Regions from separate parts of the Mus musculus genome. Here all the other regions are linked to region 2. The links are chromatin contacts, called in public Hi-C maps. All regions are on one chromosome and are shown on one strand. Each heading gives the region's core, a stretch centred on a gene start, on an enhancer-like site or on the middle of the called end of the contact. The rest is flanking DNA. Distances are from core to core; before and after follow the strand shown. Region 1 has its middle 46 kb from the start of Gm31225. Region 2 has its middle 37 kb from the start of Gm31164. Region 3 has its middle 74 kb from the start of Gm31225.

The links. Hi-C and Micro-C count contacts between places; a contact is called where the count stands out from the background.
Region 1: a contact with region 2 is called in a Hi-C map of uterus. The contact joins two enhancer-like sites. A contact is called at or near these places in 8 of 484 Hi-C or Micro-C datasets (embryonic fibroblasts, epidermal suprabasal cells, neural progenitor cells and 1 more).
Region 3: a Hi-C map of uterus shows a contact between it and region 2, with 5 times the contacts expected there. The contact joins two enhancer-like sites. A contact is called at or near these places in 8 of 484 Hi-C or Micro-C datasets (the AML12 cell line, adipose-derived mesenchymal stem cells, nephron progenitors and 1 more) and 1 of 115 datasets of contacts at active chromatin or transcription factors (stem cell-derived neural progenitor cells).

Annotation. Positions count from the first base shown.
Region 1 is chr8:116,142,954-116,146,233 of GRCm38.p6, forward strand. No RefSeq gene overlaps it. Among named protein-coding and RNA genes, the nearest start is that of Gm31225, 46 kb to the right of the region's middle. Within about 2 kb of position 1,423, at least 66 of the 459 cell types and tissues checked have an H3K27ac peak or open chromatin away from gene starts, as enhancers often do. A contact at or near this core is called in neural progenitor cells and uterus, where this site is marked.
Region 2 is chr8:115,942,108-115,945,487 of GRCm38.p6, forward strand. No RefSeq gene overlaps it. Among named protein-coding and RNA genes, the nearest start is that of Gm31164, 37 kb to the left of the region's middle. Within about 2 kb of position 1,609, at least 58 of the 459 cell types and tissues checked have an H3K27ac peak or open chromatin away from gene starts, as enhancers often do. A contact at or near this core is called in neural progenitor cells and uterus, where this site is marked.
Region 3 is chr8:116,115,448-116,118,752 of GRCm38.p6, forward strand. No RefSeq gene overlaps it. Among named protein-coding and RNA genes, the nearest start is that of Gm31225, 74 kb to the right of the region's middle. Within about 2 kb of position 1,349, at least 61 of the 459 cell types and tissues checked have an H3K27ac peak or open chromatin away from gene starts, as enhancers often do. A contact at or near this core is called in uterus, where this site is marked.

The sequences.
Region 1 (3,280 bases), core at 173-2,672, 200 kb after region 2:
AGGCTTTCTCTGATTCTAGTTCCCTACATCTTTGCTTTCTTCCAAGAGTTCCCTCTTCCATGCCTCTTGTGAGTACGTACTACAAGAGGGAAGGTCAAGAGGCAGGGACAAAATTCTCAGAGCTTGGGGCAGAGGATAAACAAAGAGGCCTTTGATTCTTCTTGTCCATCAGAGACAAGGTCTGGGAATAGCTCAGCTACGGGTGGCCTCAGGGGTCATAGAGCCCCAGTGTAGCCACCTCACTCTAGTCCAAAGCATACAGTCTTCCTGCAGTGTTGACTCCCTCTGACTCAGACATCTGAGACTCCAGGACAGATCCCTGAGGTAGGCCTGATTCTAAGCCCCTTCTAACCCTCAAGGTTCCCTAAGACAAGGAAAGTGTTACCTAAGGGCCTATACACTCACAGACACACACACAGATACACATACATACCACAAACACACACATACTACACACACCACAAACACACACATACACACACACAACACATACACCACAAACACACACACTACTCACACACATACACACACCACACACACACCCCACAAACACACACATAAACACACATACCATACACACCACAAACACACATACACACACACAATACACACACCGCAAGCACACATACCACTCATACACATACACACATCCCACATCACACACACTCCACAAACATATACATATTATACACACCACAAACACACACATACATATGCACACTACACACACCACAAACACACACACATGCCACTCATATACACACACCCTGCTCCACACACAGACATAAACACACACACACACACACACACACACACACACACATGCACACACGCACACACACACATACTGTGCAGTGTGAGAATCAAAGTCCCTAGGGACTTTGTCAGCTCTCAGCTCTTACTTATCCACACCCTGACTGTGGAATGGAACGTTCCTGGAGATGGGGTCAGAGGGTACAGAGTGAGGCCTTCACCTGAACCTGGAGGGGCTGAAAGCTGCTTCCATCCGAGCTCTGCTGGGATTTCCTTTACACTGCCCCAGCTCTGGGTCTCTTTTCTCACTATTTTTACTCATGTAAATGTGGCTCAGATCCCTGCCAACACGCTCCGCGTGTAATGTTGTTTAATAACTCCAGCCACCTCCATGAAATATTCATTATTCTCCTCTCCGTTGGAGTGTTCACCCAGGTTCCCAGAAATTTCTCTAGCTCTTGTTTTCAAGACAGCCCCCTAGCAGGAGAGCCCTGCGGGAGGGCCTGGACTCCCCATCTGAGGCTGACTGAGGAACTTGGGGTGCCTCCAGAGATTAAGGCCAAGGGCTCACCTTTGCTGGTTTCTCAGGGTAGAACCTACAGGGCTCCAAACAGTGTGCAGGAGCAGGATGAGTCAGCCCCCACTCCAGGGAAGGGAGCAACCTTTCGTTTTCAGATGAGCATCCGGCTTACTCAGCTGCAGTAGGCAGGCATCAGGACTTGGCTTCTGACACCTAGGCAAAGAGCGCCGCCTGTTGAATGCTGGCAATATGTGTTTCCTCCAGAGCTCCGGGCTGGACCCTGGGCTTCCTGCAGGGTCTCCTGAGCCCCCTCCAGTCAAAAAGGGGAAAGCAGGTTGCTCTCCACTGTATAGATTTTTTTGCTGACCATGCATGAAATAAGGCTAAAGCCCTGGATAGATTTTGCAAGCTAGAGAAAAAGGAGTCTACTTGTGATAGCCTATCAGATGATTAGGGATTCTCTATCTCTCTTTCTGTCTCCCCTCTCCCCTCTTTCTTCTTCCTGTCTTTCCTCCTATATATCTCTCTGTCTCTCTGTCTCTCTCTCTCTCCATAAGAGACATCCCACACTCTCTGTGGGTACCATTGGAGTTAATTTATTGAAGTAGGGTTAAAAAAACAAAGAAAAGAGTGACCACATGCGCAAGAGAGTCAACCTAGCATCCCAAAGTGGACCCATCTGAAGCATCCGCCTATGGATGAAAACCTTGAAAGAAAACCTCCCACACAGCCAGTCATGCCTCCAAGGGAAACTAAACCATGTCCTGCCATCTCTCCCCTCAGGTCACTCCTACCACCTCCACCTGTCAGTGGGCAACATACACATGGAACCATCCATTGGACATCGTGTTCCTGTGCCCTGAAGTCTACTTCCTATGATGCACTCCTTCTGGCACTGTTATGAACCACACTTCTCATAAATGGGGGGAGAGGGGCAAGATCATATAACTGGGGACAAGAGACATGTTGCAAACCACTGAATTCGTCCTTGGCATTTTTGTAATCAAATAAGGATTAGCAAAAAGTCAGTCATCAGCCAGAGGGTACACAGCAGGGATACCCTTGTATCAGAAGACAAGGTTCCTTCAGTGCCTGCCACAGAGTACAGAGGACTCAGCACCTGACCAGGACCTAAAATGTGGTTACCACGTATCATGCCACAGAATCCCCGGAGCAAGCTTTTCACTACGATCCTTGATGTACATCCCTGTTTGCTGGCATCTCCATTACTTAGCACAGCAATTTTACACTGTGTTCTCATCCCAAAAGAAAAAAAACATGGAAATCATGGGGCTGGAGAGATGACTCAAAGTGTGAGAGTGATTTCAGGGCCATCAGGAGGTCTTGAGTTCAGGTCCCAAGACATAAATGAAGAACCAAAGTGTGGCACCACATACACCTACAACCCCAGTGTTGCTGGGGACAGGGGCTTTGCTGACCTAGCTGAGCTCTAGATTCAGTGAGAGATCTTATTAGGAACAAAGGAATAAGGTAAAGAATGATAGAGGCTCTTCTCTGGCCTCTGCTTGCCTATGTAGGTGTATGCATGCACATAGACAAGAGGATACATGTACATACACACACACACACACACACACTGAAATAACTTATCAAGCTCTGATTCTCTCACTGCATATGATGGAGCTCAGTAAGATGAAATATGGAAGATTTCATAGTACCGGTTCCTTATAGAATATCCCATGATAGAAGGCATCTATTGGTCACACACCTGGGTTTTAGAACTAGATGGGCCAGGATTGCATGTTCACCCCTAGCACTTAGGAATGTTGTTGGTTTGAATGTGAAGTGTCCCGAAAGGCTAACATATTTGAACAGTTGGTTCCAGGTAGTAAAGCCAATTGAGAAGGTTATAGAACCGTTAGGAGGCACAGTCACTATGGGAAGTCAGTCACTGGGACCTGCTAGTTTTCTCTCTCTGTTCCTGAGTGTATATGAAATGTGACCAGCCAGCTTCTGGCTACTGCCACTGTGCCATCCCTGCCTGAT
Region 2 (3,380 bases), core at 359-2,858:
AATCACAGAGGGCTGTGAGCAAGTGTGTGGGTATTGGGAATACACCATAGGTCCCCTGGAAGAACAGCAAATCCTCCTAACCACTCCTTCTCTCCAGCCCCACAAGCTGTGCATGTATAAAGTACATATTATTGGATGTTTCTTGCAACTTTGGGAGGGAAACATCTTTTTTTTTCCTATTTTTCTTCTAAGAACCAAGTGTTACAAGTAAATTAGATAGAATATCAACCCTTCAAAGCTTATATGCAAGCTCTCTGTGCTAAACTGAGTGAGAAGTGGAGTCCAGAGACACAGAGTACAGGACCTGTTCCCCAGCACTTACAGCTAAGAAGCAGGGCTGGAGGGCCTGTCTACCCGTGCCCCTTCTAAGAGCCCCACAAAACATATGTACTTTCATTTACAGCAAACCACAATGAAGAAAAAAAAGGCCTATTGTGACACATGGCTAAAGCTTCTTTAAAAAATAGAAATGGGTTCTTTTTTTTTTTTTTTTTTGGTTTTTCAAGACAGGGTTTCTCTGTATAGCCCTGGCTGTCCTGGAACTCACTTTGTAGACCAGGCTGGCCTCGAACTCAGAAATCTGCCTGCCTCCGCCTCCCAAGTGCTGGGATTAAAGGCGTGCGCCACCACTGCCCGGCTAGAAATGGGTTCTTTAAGGCTACTGGTAACATGGACTGAAAGTTCTGGAATCTTCAAATTTGTCTTAGCTGATCTACACAATCACCACAGGCCTGTTTATATAAAAAAGTATGGCACATGCTTTGATTGCCACAACTAATAAATCCGCACAGCCTCCCTCCCCCCACCCTTTTTTTTGACATAAATCCTCTTCCCCCGTGGCTCTTTAGTATGCAAGGCACATCGGGAACATTAGCAGTGCAAAGGGATAAATAATCTGGTAATTGATCTGGGATGTGCAGATTTTTACCTCAAATTTCTGTTTATGGTTGAAGGTCATAAGCTATACAAACCTCTATTGATCAGCCTCTTTTCTTTAAGCAGAACCTACTGTATCTGTTTGTGCTGCTCTCCCAAAGTCAAACAAAAGGGCACACACGGAGCTAAGCCTCAGCTTGGCACTGTGGACATGTGGCCCGGCTCACTCACGGTACAGATGTTTTCAATCTGCACAGTTTGTCTTTCATATCCATACGCGATGAAACAGCCTTTGCTTAGCCTGGGAGACATGCCAGCGAGAGAAGACACAACGCTTAACCCTTCACAGGCACCGTCTCTACTCCCTGTGGGCAGGAAGCTGGGAGGCTAACGGGAGATATGTCTCGGAGCTTTCAGAGATGCTTCTGTTCATAGTGGATGTGCCTGGAATCAAAGACCCCCTTCCCATCCTCTCCCATCACCATGCCCGGTCTGTACCCCAGAGACCTTGACAGTTCCTCCACGCTGCACCTGTGGAAACAGAGAGCAAGAAATTGAAGGGGAGACTGGTTAGACCCGAGCCCCTGGCTGCACTGTTTCTTCCCAGGGCAGGAGGAAAGGGCAGCCGCTTCCCTCAGCTAATCAGGCGCTGAGTAGGTGAAGGTGTCTTTTTCCAAGCTGGTTTAGTCTCAGCTTGACTGGCTCATTTTCCTGAATGCCAAGCCACGGAAGAGAATCCATCTGAGCCTTCACTCACTGCTTCCTATCTGGACTTGAAGTCCCCACAGCAGCCACTTTCTAACTACTGAGTGTCTTCAAGTGAATCGTTCAGCTCCCTGGAGTTTCTGACCTCCATTGTAAATCTGTAATGCTATTGATCTCAAGCTACACCTTGAAAGTACATAGGGTGCTGTATTAGAAGCCCCTCAATGTGTATGGCCCACTCTTGTATTACAAGAGCCTCTTTAATTGTTGTTTAATATAAAATGTTCTTCACTGGGCTTCAAAATTCAGATAAGATTCAAAATAATATGAACCGTACAAGTTAAATGTTACTTCTTCAATAGGAAATCTTTGTAACACCTAATTAACTCTTTCTGCCTCTATCTGATATCTGTCCTTCTTTCCTCCCTTCTCCCTCCCTCCCTCCTTCCCTCCCTTCCTTTCTCTCTCTTTGATCTTTATCTCTCTGTGCCTGTTTGTCTCTCTGACTCTCTGTCTCTGTGTTTCTCTCTGTGTGTTTCTCTGTCTCTCTCTCTCTCTCTCTCTCTCTCTCTCTCACTCTCTCTCTCTGTGTGTGTGTCTGTCTTTGTCTGTCTGTCTGTCTGTCTGTCTGTCTGTCTGTCTCTCTCTCTCTCTCTCTCTCTGTGTGTGTATGTGTGTGTGTGTGTGTGTGTGTGTGTGTGTGTGTGTGTAGACCAAAAAGACAACCTTGACTGCTCAAACACACCATCCCCATTTCTTTTTCTTTTCTCTCTGTCCTGGGAATTGAACTCAGAGTCTCTGATAGGCTAGGCAAGCATTAAGCATTCCACCACTAGTGTGCACACATCCCCAGGCAACCTAGCTTTGTTGCTTATTGTGTTTCTTTGAGACAGTCTCTCACTTGCCTGGAAGAGGCTAAGCACGTGAGCTTCAGGGATCTATCTGCCTGGCTCTGCCTTGCCAGTTCCGAGTTTACAAACATATGCTGCTTTGCCTTAAAAGCAAAAACAAAAGCAAAGCTTGGATTCTAGACATTGAACTCAAGCATTTACCAGCTGAGCTCCTAGATCTTTTCCATATTCTGAGAAGACACTCCCAAACATAGCATGATGTGCCTCCCATGAAATGTACAACAGCTCAGCAACTAGACACAAGAGTCTATCAACAGAAGCAAGCAAGCTTAGATTCCAGGATTGGTAATGGTCACCATGACCTTTGTTAAACATAGCAATTTATAGCTCAACAGCTCCATTGCCTATAATTTTATATGGAGATTTCCCCATCACTCCCTGGTCTGCGTATCCCTAGCAGGCCACACTCTCAGAGTTGAGACCAGAGGTTTCTGACTCAGAATTATGGTTCTCCCCCAGCTTATGTATTTGCCAGTCTGATAGCCCTTGAGTCTTTTTATTCTGGAGATATTGAGGTCTTGCTTCCCTCCCTGCCCATGAAACCTTGAAAACATCCTAGAGAGGTAAGAAGGGATGGTGATCAACTACAAGTTTTCCTTGGAGAGAAGAGAGCTAAAAGCCAAACCTACTGATGCTCTTACAGCTTCCCTGCTTTGAGCCTAGCCCCTCCCCAGACTTGCCTCTGCTTTCTGACCTTGCTCTTGCCCCCTCAGTACTCCTCCTAATTTTATAAACTCCAGATGGATTGTTCTCCAGTTTAGCTATACGTCTACATGTGTGTGTTATATATAATATATAATACATATAATTAAATTTGGCGACCAATCCATCTGGACATTGATATAATACTTTATCTCTCTATACATACATATGCAATATATGCTTACA
Region 3 (3,305 bases), core at 99-2,598, 170 kb after region 2:
TTCTCTCAGGCTTTTAAGTGACGTGTCTGTCTATTCAACTGTACATCTTAGGCAGTTCTGAATGAGTTGGGGCAAGGTGTGTGTGTGTGTGTGTGTGTGTGTGTGTGTGTGTGTGTGTGTGTGTGTATGTGTGTGTATGTGTGTGTGTGTGTATGTGTGTGTGTGTCTGTGTGTGTATGTGTGTGTGTGTGTCTGTGTGTGTGTGTGTGTGTGTGTGTGTGTGTGTGTGTGTGTGTGTTCGTGTATGCAACATGAACATAGTCTCTAAAAATACTAAGAGTTCAGACCTGCCAGAGGGAAGGAAGGCAGGCCCCTCTCATTCCTAACTCTGAACCCCAACACTGGGATTTGCATAGTGAGTTTAAAAAGAAGGCCATGCAGAGAAGAACATTGTGAGCCACGATCAGGCAGTAGGGCGCATCGGGAGCCAAATCTGGATCCTTGATGGAACCTAAGCCAAGTGACTGGTTGGGGTTGCTAGGTTATGGAGTACTGGCAGAGAGGGGAGGCTCGTGATGAGGAGGGAATGTACCAGTGGGCTCCTTGGTTATGGCTAAAATCCCAAATTGGTGACTGTCGGGTCTTGGCATCGGCAGCCCTGACTATGTAAAGCTGTTATCACCGTGTTTGCGTTTATTAAAGCCTGTAATTATTATCCTGACTCACGGAGCGCGTGTGCGTCCTCTAAGCCTGGGTCCGCGCATCCTCCTAAGTCACATTTGATCAGCCTGAATGGGGGCCAAGCTTCTTTGGCTAATATTGACGTTGGCAGGGGGCCAGCTGTCCGGGGTTAGAGGAGCTGAAAAGCCTGTTCTCCTTCTCACTTGGTTTTGTCAGGCTTTTCAAAACGTAACTGTTTTGGATCACCCCGCAGTTAAAACTGCATCCAAACCCTGCCCCCCTCCCTTGCCTCTTCTTCCCAGATCCCCTCTAAGCCCCATTGTAGGTGACTTTTATTTTCCAAAATGATTTCCCTTATGCCAGATTTGCTCTTGGATTAGACTGGAAATTCAGAGAGAGAGAGAGAGAGAGAGAGAGAGAGAGAGAACAAAAACAAAAACAGTTACTTTTTCCCTTCCTTTTTGTTCCTCCCAACCCCCCGTAAGTTTGAGATTGTTGTCCTAAAGGGGTAAAACACACACAAAGTAAAAGAACTGGATAAAACAAAAAAAGAGTGAAGAAAATATTAAAAAAGAAAAGGAAATAATTCTGGCATACAGATAGCATGAGAATGAGTCCCTTTCTAAAGGCTTAGGGAATGTATCCCATGTCTCTTTGTCCATGTGTTCTGTCCACGTTGCTAATTACACTTCATTAACAGCAGTCACCAGAGTGTGACATCATGGGTAGTGTCTCCCTGACAACCAGCATCCCGAGTCTTAGATATCCAGCTCCTTCAGTGGCTCACACCATGGTAGTTTGCTCCTCGTGTTCTCAGGTTCCTCATTCCTAACAATACGCTTGGCTGTCCTTGGCGAGCCTCCTGTCTCCTTCCAGGGCTCGCCATCCACGTGACAATTACAGAGTCATCCTCATTTGCTCCTCTCTTTCCCTATCTATCCACTCTTTTAATCTCCCCTCCCCCCTCTCTCCTCGAGTGCCTGTGTGTGTGTGTGTGTGTGGGGGGGGGGGGGTCAGAGGAACATCTCAGGTGTCAGTGCTTTTGCCTTTGCCTTGTTGGAGGCAGGTTCTCTTGCTCACCATCACTATTGCCTACCAGCTTCTAGAAATCCTCCTGCCTCTGCCTCCTATCCCAACACAAAAGACCTGGAATTACAAGCGCACACTATCACATCCATCTTTATGTGGTCTCCCAACCTAGGTCCTTATGCTTACCAACAAGTGGTTTATCCCTGGACCATCTCCTCAGCCCTGTCAATAACACCTTTATCCATCTTTTCTTGATAACACGCTCAGTGCTCATCACTGTAACATTGTGTCAGGCTCCCCTCTATACCTCCTAATTCATTTCTAGCAGAGAATCATTTCTGACCATGGCAGCCTCTTCTTTATGAGCCTTGAGTGATTCCTCCATTCCCTCAAAAGAAAGTCTAAAATGAGCTCAAGGCTATTTCTTCACTTACTGATTTGTTTTTACCTTTTGGAAATTTTATTTATGTATTTATTTAATTATCTGAATCTTTATTTATTTACATAGTCTTTCTGTGTAGCCTAGGAGATGTCCATCAACAGACAAATGGACAAAGAAGAGACAATACCTCTATTCAATGGAATCTTGTGTGTGTGTGTGTGTGTGTGTGTGTGTGTGTGTGTGTGTATGTATATGTATATATATATATACACACACACACATATATGTATACACATATATGTATACACACACACACGTGTTGTGTGTGTGTGTGTGTGTGTGTGTGTGTGTGTGTGTGTGTGTGTGTGTGTGTGTATTTGACACTTGGATAAAAATGGATGCAACTGGAAACATCAGGTTAAATGAAATAAGTCAAAGCGCATAACAAGAAGAACCCATGCTTTCTCTTTTATACAGAAGCTAGATTTAAAAGTGTACATATTTATACATGCATAAAAATAAAGAGAGGATAATGAGAGACAGAGACAGAAAGGAAAAAGTGAGTGGTCATTTCAAATAGCTCTCCTGATGGGGAGTGCAAAGACCTGGATGGAAACCAAGTCTGAGTCACCCTTGGGTCTCTCATTTACCACTGCTCAATACTAATCTTGACTCCCATGATCCTTCGCCCTGAGAAGGGATCATCTTAGCATCCCTTGCTGATTAGGAAATCTCTCCCAGGACTCAGGACTCATTTCTCCGTGCAACTTCTTCTCTCCAGTGTTTAGAAACCCAGCAGGAGGAAAGGACTGTAGTTCTTATGGTCTGTGTTTTTGCCCAGACTTGCCATGTTCCATGGCTCCTCCAACCAAGTCCAGCAGCTGCACAGTAAGCCAAGTTGACAGGGTGTGCAAGAAATACACCAGAGAAAAGAATCAGTTTAGGGATGCCATTCTGTAGGACCATTGCTGACTAGCCTCCTTTTGGCAAACATTTAACATTGAGTGTTAGGAGTAGAGCAGAAAGAAGACAGGAGGACTGGAATGTGTCATGATTTCTTCCTCAAACTCTGCCCCAACCCAGCCTGCTTCCACCCAGCTTCTCCCCTCTCACCGATCAGCCTCATTCACTTCCTCCTCCTTTTAAATCTTTTCCATGAACCTTGACAGAACACTGGGAAATTCCATCACCACGGCCCCAAAAGATAAAAAGATTTTTTTTAAAAAAAAATTCTTTCTTTCTTACTTTTTTTTTAATTGTTACAACTTTTAGT